Regions from separate parts of the Sus scrofa genome. Here region 1 is linked to region 2. Evidence: chromatin contacts called from public Hi-C data. All regions are on one chromosome and are shown on one strand. The core of a region is the stretch at or near the end of the contact, and the rest is flanking DNA. Distances in the headings are between cores, read along the strand shown. Region 1 has its middle 180 kb from the start of SPRED2. Region 2 has its middle 180 kb from the start of MEIS1.

Region 1 (5,765 bases), core at 2,998-5,497, 540 kb after region 2:
ACAGCAGCTTGGGATCCGAGCCACATTTGAGACCTACACCACAGCTTGAGGCAATGCCAGATCCTTAACCCACTGATCGAGACCAGGGATCAACCCTGCATCCTCGTGGATACTAGTTGGATTCAGTTACTGCTGAGCCACAACTCCCTCTATCTCTTTTCAAAATAGATTCATTTGTAAAACACTCTCCATAGGACACCCCACATAGGAAAGGAGGAACCACACATGCATTTTATTTAAAAATAAATTGTTTCCTAAGTGAAGCATGTGTGCTTGCCATCTTGTGTTTTGGTTCACTCTCCTTTTCCCCTTTACATAAACAGAAATAGGAACATTTTTAAAGAAAATTAGCAGCTCATCACTCCAGAGATACTTAGAGATATAATGTGAGCCTAGAAAAATTAAGAACTATAAAGAAAAGAAACTTTTCAAATTGTTGGAGACAATTCCTACATGCTGAATGAAATAGGAGAAAGACAAGAAAAGGCAAGACAGCCAAACCCACAGTGAGGCCCGCCCGGGTCATTCAGTCAACAACAATTTATTGAGTGCTTATTTCATTCCTTTTCCTTTATCCAGAAGAATTCATCTATATAACAATCTTATATAAGAACTCACTTCTCTAAGCAATCTACCAATATTAACCCATGTATTCCTCCTAATAACTCTATATAGTAGGTACTATTAATATCCTCATTTTATAGAAGAGGGAACTGAGACACAGAGAGGTTAGTGATCTGCCCAAGAGCACACAGCTAGTAAATAGCAGAGTTTAGGATTCAAGTCCAGGCATTTTGTCCCCCAGTATATACCATATCGAGGTGCTTCTGTCAACCATATTCCCAACTCTGGCCCTAGAGTAACAAAACATGTTCCTTGCCCTAAGAAGCTTGTAGCCAAGAAAACCATTATGATAGTGTGGTAGGTCTGTGAATGGGGTAAGCACAGGGGGTGTCCTGGGAGCCTGGGGAGGAATACTCAACCAGTCTTACAGGAGTTCTTATTGTGGCTCAGTGGTAACCAGCCCAACTAGCATCCATGAGTATGCGGGTTTGATCCCTGGCCTCACTCAGGGGGTTAAGGATCTGGCATTGCTGTGCCTGTGGTGTAGGCAGGCAGCTGCAGCTCTGATTTGATCCCTAGGCTGGGAACTTCTGTATGCCATGGGTGAGGCCATTAAAAAAAAGACGAAACAAAAACAAAAACAAAAAACAGTCTTAGAGTGGGCAGGGAGTGGGTGGGAAGATTGGTTAAGACTTTTTAGGTCTAGAATAGGGTTTCTTAACCTCATAATTACTGATATTTCAGGCTAGGTAACTCCTTGTTGTGAAGGGCTGTCCTGAACATTGCAGAATACCAGCATCCCTGGCCTCTACCCTCTAGATGTCATTAACATAATTCTCCCCCTGTATAACCAGACACTGCCAAATGTCTCCTGAGACAAATATTATCCCTGGTTGAAAACCACCGATCTAAAGGAAATGCTGTCAATGGCAGACCTGCATGATGGGTGGTGGTTATCAGAAAAAGAATCGGAAGAGAGGTCCAGGCAGAGGATAGAGCACAGAGGCCCAGGAGAGAGACGGGGGTTGGCTTTTCCAAGAGCTGAAGGTAATTCAATTATGAATGGCTCTTAGAATTGGATATAGAGGTTTAGGAGAGATGAGTCTGGAGGAGGAAGTAGGATCATCATAAAAGGCCTCTTACTCTACATTTGGGATTTGGACTGCATCCTAAATCTTGAGCTCTTAAAAGGAGGGTGACAGGATCAGACTTGAATTTTAGAGCCCTCACTCTAATCCTCACATAGACAATGAATTAGAGAAGACCAAGGCTGGACACTTGCTAAGACAATGTTGTATTTGTGCATTCTTTGCATATTGATCACTTTTTCTCTTAACTAGAATCTTAACATTTAAATGTGTGTTCAAGGGAATGTAAGTATATGAGTGACTGGGTCACTTTGCTGTATAGCAGAAATTGCCACAACACTGTAAATCAACTATACTTAAATTTAAAAAAAGAGAGATAAATGTGTGTTCTTCATATATAAAAAGCTGATATGAACAAAGATGATCACACCAATAGCAAAAAGAGTGAACAAGCAATTCACCAAGAGGAAATACAAATGACCAATAAAAGCAAAAAATGTGCTACTTTCCCCAATGATCAAAGAAAGCAAATTAGGTCAAGAAATCCCGAATTTTCCACCTATCATACTGACAAACAATTTTTTTTTTATTTTTTATTTTTCTGCTATACAGCATGGGGACCAAGTTACACATACATGTATACATAATTTTTCCTCCCATTGTTGTGTTATAATGTAAGTATCTAGACATAGTTCTCAATGCTACACAGCAGAATCTCATTGTAAATCCATTCCAAGAGCAATAGTTTGCATCTGTTAACCCCAAGCTCCCAATCCCTCCCACTCCCTCCCTCTCCCCCCGGGCAGCCACAAGTCTATTCTCCAAGTCTATGATTTTCTTTTCTGTGGAAATGTTCATTTGTGCTGTATATTAGATTCCAGTTATAAGTGATATCATATGGTATTTGTCTTTCTCTTTCTGACTTTCTTCACTCAGTATGAGAGTTTCTAGTTCCATCCATGTGGCTGCAAATGGCATTATGTTGTTTTTTATGGCTGAGTAGTATTCCATTGTATATATATACCATATCTTCCTAATCCAATCATCTGTCAATGGACACTTGTGTTGTATTCCATGTCTTGGCTATTGTGAATAGTGCTGCAATGAACATGTGGGTGCATGTGTCTTTTTTAAGGAAAGTTTCTGACAAACAATTTTTTAAATTCTCATCGCATCTCTTGTTGACATGCAGAGAAACTGCATTTCCCCTACACTGCAGTGGGAGTCCATCTGGTGCTGGCTTCATTAGAAAGCAATAAAAAATAATAATAAAGCTGAGTTTTGTGAAGAATTAAATAACAAACTATTAAAGTGATCTAAATAGCCAGTAAGAAGAAGGTTAAACAAACTATAGCAGTCCTAGGTGATAGAATACCATGTGTCCATTAAGAATGACTTCAAGGAAGTCTGTTGAGATGGAAAAATACTTGACACAGGCAAAAGTTAAAACACTGATAACATTCAGTTTTAGTAAAAAACTAGAGAAGTGGACATGTAGTGCTGGCCACAACCCTGGGGTCACACCATCACTGGACCTAGGTCTTGAAGCTAAGTTGGCTTGCCTAAAAGTTGAAGTAGAAAGAGGTACCTGGAGTTCCCATTGTAGCGCAGCAGAAATGAATCTGACTAGTATCCAGGAGGGTAGGGGCTCGATCCCTGGCCTTGCTCATTGGGCCAGGGATCCAGTGTTGTTGCGAGCTGCGATGTAGGTGGAAGATATGGTTCAGATCCCCTGTTGCCTTGGCTGTGGTGTAGGCCAGCAGCTGCAACTCCAATTTGACCCCTAGCCTGGGAACTTCCGTATGCCACGAGTGCATAAAAAGAAAAGAGAAAAAAAAAAAAAAAAAAAAAAAGAGGTACCTGAGTTTAGTCATCAATGTCTAGAGTACTAATCAGTAGTACTCACTGGGCTGGCAGCACCCACCTTAGGGGCAAAATTCACAGCAGCTCTTAAAGCCAGGCCCCCAAGCACAAGCCCCTAAAGGCAGGACCACGCAGGGGCTTCTTGTGGGCTCCATTTTGCTATTCACGGACATTTCCACTGGGAGCTTACGTGTAACCAGACAGTGGATATCGGTTATAATCTCTTCCAAAAAAAAAACCTGTTTGGTGTATAGGTCCTCAACTGCTTGGAGGAAAAAATCATTTTATCCTGGATTTGGGACAACTTTTGATAAGACATCTTAAAGAGGATATAAAAGTCCCCATAGCCGGTAGTGCCTGATACATGGTTAAGTGCCAGTGAATATCAATTACATGAATGAGGTGAAGTAACCAGGACAGTCTGTGCCATGTTCTAAACTTGACCTCTGTGGAATTCAGGGGAGGTTGTAAACTTACACTTGGTATGATTTAGAGACTCCAGAATGGCCCAGTAAAATATTATCTTTCCCTAAAATTCACAGCTACCTAAAAGTGTCTCACATTCTGGCACACATTTATTGAATTTAGATCTTAGATGAGGCATTTCTTTTCCTCCAAAAAGTATCTTTCAGAATGGAGGGTCATAAATTAAGTAACTTATCCAAAATCACATAGCAAATAAATGTCAGTACCTGTGTTTGAACTCTGCTCTATCTGAAACCAAAGATCAGGTGAGTTACATAAATAGACTTATGTAAGTAATAGCTGCATTCCTGCTTCACTTAAACTGATGGCACAAACTGTACAACTTATCTGTTACTCATTACTATGGGGTCTTGTCCTGTGTCATTTTATTATTTGAGACATTGCATGTATCCCTGACTACATATGCCACCTAGATTTGAAGTTCTTGAAGTGGTAAGCAGCCTTTTTCTGTCCTTTTCCCATCCCTACAGACACTCTCTGGTACCCCGGTACCTAACATATGCTTTATACAAAATAGGCTACTAAATCAGTGCTTATAGAAGAAATAGGAGTTCCCGTTGTGGCTCAGCAGGTTAAGAACCCAACTAGTCATCCATGAGGATGAGGGTTCAATCCTTGGCCCTGCTCAGTGGGTGCCAAAAGCTGTGGTGTACGTCGTAGACGTGGCTCAGATCTGGTGTTGCTATGGCTGTGGTGTAGGATGGCAGCTGCAGCTCTGATTTGACCCCTAGCCTGGGAACCTCCATATGCCATGGGTGCAGCCCTAAAAAAAAAAAAAGAGAGAGAGAGAGAGAGAGAGAGATAAAGAAATAGAATAAATAGTGCAAATAAAGATTTCTGTGATAAGCTTAAGAATCAGACCAAGACCTATTTATCACTGAATAAATAAATTCATCTTTGGGCAATAATTAGATGGGGGTAAATCATTTCAAATCTTTAAAAATCATACAGAAATTGGAAGACAACAGAAAAAAAATGCTGCAATGTAACAAAGGGTTAAAATCTGTATTATGTAAAGAGCTCATACAAATTAATAAAAAATATGCCCAGATCCCATTAGGTAAATAAACCAAAGGGCATGGTAGAAAATTCAGAGCAGAGGTATTACAACTCATTTATAAATGTAAGGAATTGTATACCCTTTCCAGCAATCAAATAAATGCAAATGAAATCTATAAGATGTTATTTTTGCATGTCAAATTTACTTTTTTTAATAGTAATACCCAATGTTCATAAGCATGAGATAAAACATGCCAGTGGCAATAGGTACTAAGATTGTTATAAATTAACATGTGACATTTGGCTCCATAATTATGCTTCCATAAAACAATGCTAAGGAAATAATTCCACATACAGAGAAAAGAGCATAGCTGGTGACCAGGAGCACAGACTTTGTAAGTCAGATGCACCTGGATTCAAATAATGGGTCTACCCTTTCTCATTTGGGTGACTTTTATACTAGCTTCTGTGAGTCTTAGTTTTCTCACCTGTAAAATGAGTATAATGACAGTATCCAATCATAGAGTGGTTGTAAGGATTAAATGAAAGAATGTAAAATGCTTAGCACAAAATCAAGCACATAGAAAGGGCCCCATTAATACAACTTATTATTATTATTATTATTATTATTATCAGAACAAGCCAAAAAAAGCTTTATGCACAGTCATATTCATCATAATTTATAATGAAAAGTGAAAGGATCTAAATTTCCAACTGCAGAGTGTTAACTGAACAAAAATCTAGCCATTCAATGATACGGCATAT
Region 2 (6,284 bases), core at 1,815-4,314:
GAATGTCCATATGCCTCGGGTGCAGCGCTAAAAAGACACACACACAAAATTTAAAAACAGTTAACTATCATTATTTTAAAAAGAAGAAATTGTGTGACTGAGTAAGTTGAAGGAATATTGACAGAGACTGAATACGAGGTATGTTTATTTTGAGGGACTTTTATATTGGCATTCCTCTCCTTGGAAGCTACCTTCTTAGGCAAGGGCATCCTGCCTGTGTCCTGCATGTTAGAGACCCTGCTTTGGCCCAGGTTCTTCCCCTCTTCAAGGAGAGGATTCTAAGCAATCAATGGAATGTCCACCTGGAGCTCAGCCTCCACCAGCCCCATCTGGTACCTCTCGGGTCCCAGAGATCTGGAATTTTCTGTCTGGAAGGCTTCAGCTTGCTTCCCAGGTCTGCGTGGGTCTGTCACAGCACCTGTTTCATCTTCTTCCCTGGGGGTGAGTGGCTTCCGGTGTGCTCACTGCTGGGTGTCAGGGTGCCTGGGTGGCTGTATGGTGAGATGTGGCTGTGGACTCAGTTTGTGCTGCCTGCTGGGGTTTCCCATTCATGCATGGGAAGGTTTCATCCAGGATGGAGCCAGGGGTGGGAAGAGATGGAACAGGCATCAGGTGGGGTGGGGGTGGGAGGTGAGGGGCATTTGAATTCTGGCCCCAGGGCCCCAAACACCAGGGCCAGCCTGCTCATATTGAAGGACCTGCAAGTTTTCAGAAGAAATACATCTCAAGCTCCAACTCAAGAGTCACCTTAACACTTTAAGTTTATTAGTGTCTTCTCAAAGCCATACTTGGGGTACATGGAAGTTCCCAGGCTAGGGGTCGAATCAGAGACATGGCTGCCAGCCTACACCACAGACACAGCAACCCAGGGATCCAAGCTGTGTCTGCAACCTACACCACAGCTCACGGCAACACCGGATCCTCAACCCACTGAGTGAGGCCAGGGATGGAATCTTAATCTTCACAGAGACAACATCAGGTCCTTAACCTACTGAGCCACAACAGGAACTCCAATATATTTTATTTTTTATCTTGTGGAGTGTGTTTCACATCCTAACAGAGGGACTCTTTCTGACAACTCCTATCGGACTCCATCTGCACGGTGGAGTTTAGAGCTCAATCCTATTCTGTCATTTACAGTGAGCTGTTGTTTTATTTAAGTTTTATTTTGTCTCCAACTAGACTCTTAAGTCTCTCAAGATAGAAAATAAGAATTACCCCTTTGGGGTACTTAACCTGCTATGTCTAGTAGAATTTGGACTATGAAGTAGATAATAAATACTTGTTGCTTGATGGCTAAATCTATAATGCCCTCATACATATGTCAAACCAGCCTTAGGTTAATAGGTTTAAAACCCGAAATTACTGAGGAAAGCAGTTTCTCAGGTATGAAAGAGAACAGTAGAAAATTAGCCAATGGAGTGTAAAGGAAAAGAAGTAATTCACTTGGGGATTGAACCTGCGAAGGGGCTGGCCATCTCCCTTCCCCAAGCACCCCCATCACCCAGGGGGCTTTAAAACTGATAGGGAGGATCTAGTAGACAGGGCTGGTTCCAACTGTCAAAACCGTGGTAAGCAAGGGATTCGAGGTGCTCGGTTGTTCCACAGCAAACAACTTTTTTGTGCCCAGGTCAGCAGTAAATAAACAGAATGGTTGCATGTGTGATTAAGAGGATTACATCTGAGGAATCTTCTGGAATCTGCTTTGGGTATTAGGCACAATCAATAGTAACTCCCTCTGCCTTTCTGCTCTGATATGACCATGTTTTCCCATAAAATATCAACAAAGTTCAGTTGGTTCTTCTCAAAATCAGTTTCTTTCACTGTTCTAAGGTCGAGAGCATGGCCTTTGACAGTTAAAGCCTTTATTTTGCCTTCTAATGTGGCATAGTTTCACTTGGCTCTCTTTAGACCAGACCAGAGTCCTTGCCAATTGCCTCTACATCCAGCTCTACCTTAAGAATTAGGGCCATGCTTCCCATAAAGCAGAGGATCTCAGAGTGTGGTCCAGAGATCATGGGGAGCCCAAAGACTCTCAGAAGCCTGCAAAGTCTACACTTTTTATTTATTCATTCAGTCTTTTTAGGGCCGAACCCAAGGCATATGGAGGTTCCACGGCTAGGGGTCTAATTGGAGCTGTAGCTACTGGCCTACACCACAGCCACAGCAATTCGGGATCCGAGCCCCATCTGTGATCTACACCACAGCTCAAGGCAATGCCAGATCCTCACCCACCAATCTAGGCCAGGGTTCAAACCTGCATCCTCATGCATGCTAGTCAGTCATTTCCGCTGAGCCACGATGAGAACTCCTACACCATTTTTATAATGTAAGTATGTTACTTGCTTTCTCATCTCATTCTCTCATGATCATACAGTGGCATTTTCCAGAGGCCACAGGAGGTGGTGGCATCAACATCCTGATGGATAATGAGCTGTGTCCTTGAGTATTCCAGGGTTGTAAAGATTTTTAGTCTTAATTTCTAGTACAGCAGATACTTGTAGATATAACCTCCATAAACAAAAACTCTTTGGGGGTCTTTAATTTTTAAGAGTCTAGAAAGAGTCCTGAGAGTAAATCATCTGAGAAGCGCTGCCTTAAAAACAAAATCACCACCTACATTTCCAGTGACTCCTTGAGTGGAAAGGAACCAAAATTTGGAAAGTCACAGAGATGGCTCCAAGTTGGAAAGTTGGATTTTAAAGAAGAGAAGGAAGGAATTGGAACTGACCAGCTCAGCTCAGCGAAGCTGGAGAGCTGCCTCAGTAATGATCTGCATATGTGAAGGGCTGATGCACAGAACAAGAAGAAATTGGCTTGAATGGGCGGTGTGTGAGATTTAAACTGGAGATAAAGAGGGCTTCTCTGACAGGGGTTGTTAAACAGCAGAGCAAGTGGCTGAAGGGCTTGTGGAGTCTCCTGCTCTGGAGGTCTTTAAAAACCGGATAGATTTCCATCTGTCTGGGATGATTTAAATGTGGCCGTGCCAGAAAGCTGAGGGGATGGAACAGATGATGTCTTGGGCTCCCCTTCCAGCCCTTCGGTTCTATAATTAACTTGATGAAAGGAGCCGTGGCGATTTGCAGTGAAGGGTTTAGACAGGAATGTGCTTGCTCATCTTGGGCTAGGTCATGGGTGGGAAAGCCAGAGGTTTGCTTCATCGCCAGTGGCGATCCCGTATCATCCAGTGCAATGATTGATGCCTGGAGAAGTCCACTCGGGGTCAGATTTAGGCTGGGCCCTAGCCTCCTGCTGAACCCTTCTCACTGTCTGGGAATAGGATGGAAAAGAATTTGGTAGGTTGATTTTAGTCAGCTCAGGTGAGGTCTGGAAAATTTCAAATATTAAATGTAGGTGTTTGGGCATGGAATGCTCATGATTCTAAAGGGGAAAAAAAGGCAATCCTTTATATTATAGAAGGACAGTGTCAGAAAGTCTGAACGGAGAAGTACAAGAATAATGCTCTTCGAAGACACACTTTCAATTTTACCGTGTGGGGGTGCTTTATTTATTTATTTTTCTTACAGAATAAGTGGAATTTCATTGCTTCCAGTTTTCAAAGATTTTACATCTTAGGAGATTACAGTTTGATGTTTCCCTGTCCTGGGTCAGAGATCCAGAGAATCAACCAGATTCCAAGGTAGTTTATTTCCTTTGCTTATCACTTGAATTTCTGTGAACAACATGCCTGGGTCAAAACAAGAGTAAGCAAAGAAAAGCAAATTTGCGGCAGTTACTGTAGGATCCTGACATCAGGGACAAGGCAACAGAAATCAGTAGAACCAGCTGGGATAATGAGCTGGATTAGAGACGATAACTGAGATTTTTATCTCATGATAGATCCAATCATCATGGTCTATGTTGACACTTAAGAAATATTTGGATCAGGCATTATCTTGGTTTGAGTTGATGGATAGGAAGCAGAGAAAGAAGACAAAGCTGGGAAGACCCCCTTGGGTACTTTTAGAAACTGCAGCATAGTTTGATCAGATATCTTTCAGGAAAACAACCCTGGCAGATAGCAGATAACCTCAGTGTGGGAAATGATTACTAGGCTCTATCTCCAAAAGATTCTAAGCGCCTACTGACCTCTCCTTTGAGCAAGCCTTCTAGGGTTGAATGAGATGGAAGGACAACCCTGGGGCAACATGGTAAATGAGCATCCTGTCCCAGAGCAGAGAAGAGAGGGAGCACATCATGGCGCTCTAAGATGGTAAGCCTCTTTGATTAAGACTCGTATCATGCAAATACTCAATTAAAAGAAAGTTTCTTCCAACCTTATTTTGTGTCTCACATTCATGCCCCTTGATGTCGAAAGAAAGAAAGAGAAAGGGAGTGGGGAAGGAATTCCTGTTTTTAGAAAAAAATAGAATAACCTAGGAAAGGCAGCTAGTTATCTAGTGAAATATCACAGATGGGTTTTTTTTTTTTAATAAATTTTGTTGGAGCATAGTTGACTTAGAAAGTTGTGTTAGTTTCAGGTGTACAGCAAAGTAACTCAGTTATGCGTATACATACATCCATTCCTTTTCAGAGTCTTCTCCCATAGAGGTTATTACATAGTGTTGAATATTGAGCAGATTACTCTGTGCTATACAGTATGTCCTTGTTAACCTACCTATTTTATAAAGTGGTGTGTACATGTCAATCCCAAGCCCCTAATTTATCCCTCTCACCCCACATTTCCCCTTTGGTAACCATAAATTTGGTTTCAAAATCTTTGAGTCTGTTTCTGTTTTGTAGGTTTTTTGTATCATTCTTTTTGTTAGATTTCATATATGATAATTGTCTTTACCTGACTTACTTCACTTAGTATGATCATTTCTAGGTTCATCTATGTTGCTGCAAATGGTTATTTTATTTTTTATGGCTGAGTAATATTCCATTGCATATACATTCCATGTCTTCTTTATCTAGTCCTCTGTTGTTGGACACTTAGGTTGCTTTCATGTCTTAGCAATTGTGAATGATGCTGCAACAAAACATTGGAGTGCATGTATCTTTTTGAATTATGGTTTTCTCTGGATATATGCCCAGGAGTGGGATTGCTGGATCATATGGTAGTTCTATGTTTAGTTTTTTAAGGAACTTCCATGCTGTTCTCCATAGCAGTTGCTGCACCAGCTTACATTCCCACCAAGAGTGTAGGAAGTTTCCCTTTTCTCCACACCCTCCCCACAGATGAGATTTTTAATATGAGCTTAATAATATCCTTCTTTCTCCTAGCCATTCTTGCATCTAGGCTAGCTAAGATGAAGGTAAGATCAAGTCACTGGATAAAAGTGTATCATCTCTGTGGATTTTAAGATATAAAATTTTTCTTTTCAAACCTAGGAAATTTGTGACTTTGAGTATCTGAATACAACTTTGTGGCCAGAAAAGGGAAACATAATTGCCTTGCTTTCTATTTTTTTTTTTCTTTTTTTTGCCCCATTCTAAGGCAGTCAAAGACAGCCCCCACTAGAGGCTGTGAGTGTGCCTTTGGTGCATTCACGCATTGCAGTCCGGTGCTTTGACTTTCCATCCATTCATCCAAGTTGATCTTCAAGTAGTTACCTCTGCTTGTTGTGCGATTCACTCTGCTTCCCCCCACTGTCTTCCAGCCAGAGTTAAACTCGTTTTCCAAGACTCAGTTCCACTCTGGCCTCCACACCTCCCCAGAGCCCCAGAGTCCCACCCACTCTGACAGAAGCCTATCCTGACTTACCATGATTCATCTTGCACTAGAGTTATTTGTGTGCATGTCCATGTTTGTCACTTAACTGTGCTCCCACAGAGCAGGACCTGAGTTGTTTTTTTTTTCAGATCTGAGCCTTACACCTAGTAGTTGTTCAGTTATTGTTTACTACTGACTTGAATTTGACTGAACATATCTTTTCTGGAAAAAACAAAAAAAAAAGATCCAGATGCTACTAATGCATCTCACTTCTGCAAGTTTATTAGCCTATTCAGCAAAACAATGTAATTTATACATGCAAAACCAGAAATAATGGGAAAACCTATTTCTACATGCATATTTATTCAATCTATTGTAATTCAATACGATAATGCCTGAAAGAATGCATGTACATGCATGAACATGTATGTACATGTATTTATATAGGAATGCAAACAATTGATTTCTACATTTTAGTTTTTCAGCCATACACCACATAAAATCAAGAAGAACCAGAATTGAATAAAACATGTAAAATGTCAGATTAAAATACCTGGTGAATGCTATTCTTATTTTCTTATGGAAAACAAAATGAGGAAGAGTAGAAAAACAAATAAAATCATCACCC

Evidence for each region. A called contact is a pair of places that touch in the nucleus more often than the background predicts.
Region 1: a contact with region 2 is called in a Hi-C map of skeletal muscle, with 7 times the contacts expected there. A contact is called at or near these places in 1 of 47 Hi-C or Micro-C datasets (skeletal muscle) and 1 of 2 datasets of targeted methods (skeletal muscle).

Annotation. Positions count from the first base shown.
Region 1 is chr3:76,343,679-76,349,443 of Sscrofa11.1, forward strand. No RefSeq gene overlaps it. Among named protein-coding and RNA genes, the nearest start is that of SPRED2, 180 kb to the right of the region's middle.
Region 2 is chr3:75,800,842-75,807,125 of Sscrofa11.1, forward strand. No RefSeq gene overlaps it. Among named protein-coding and RNA genes, the nearest start is that of MEIS1, 180 kb to the left of the region's middle.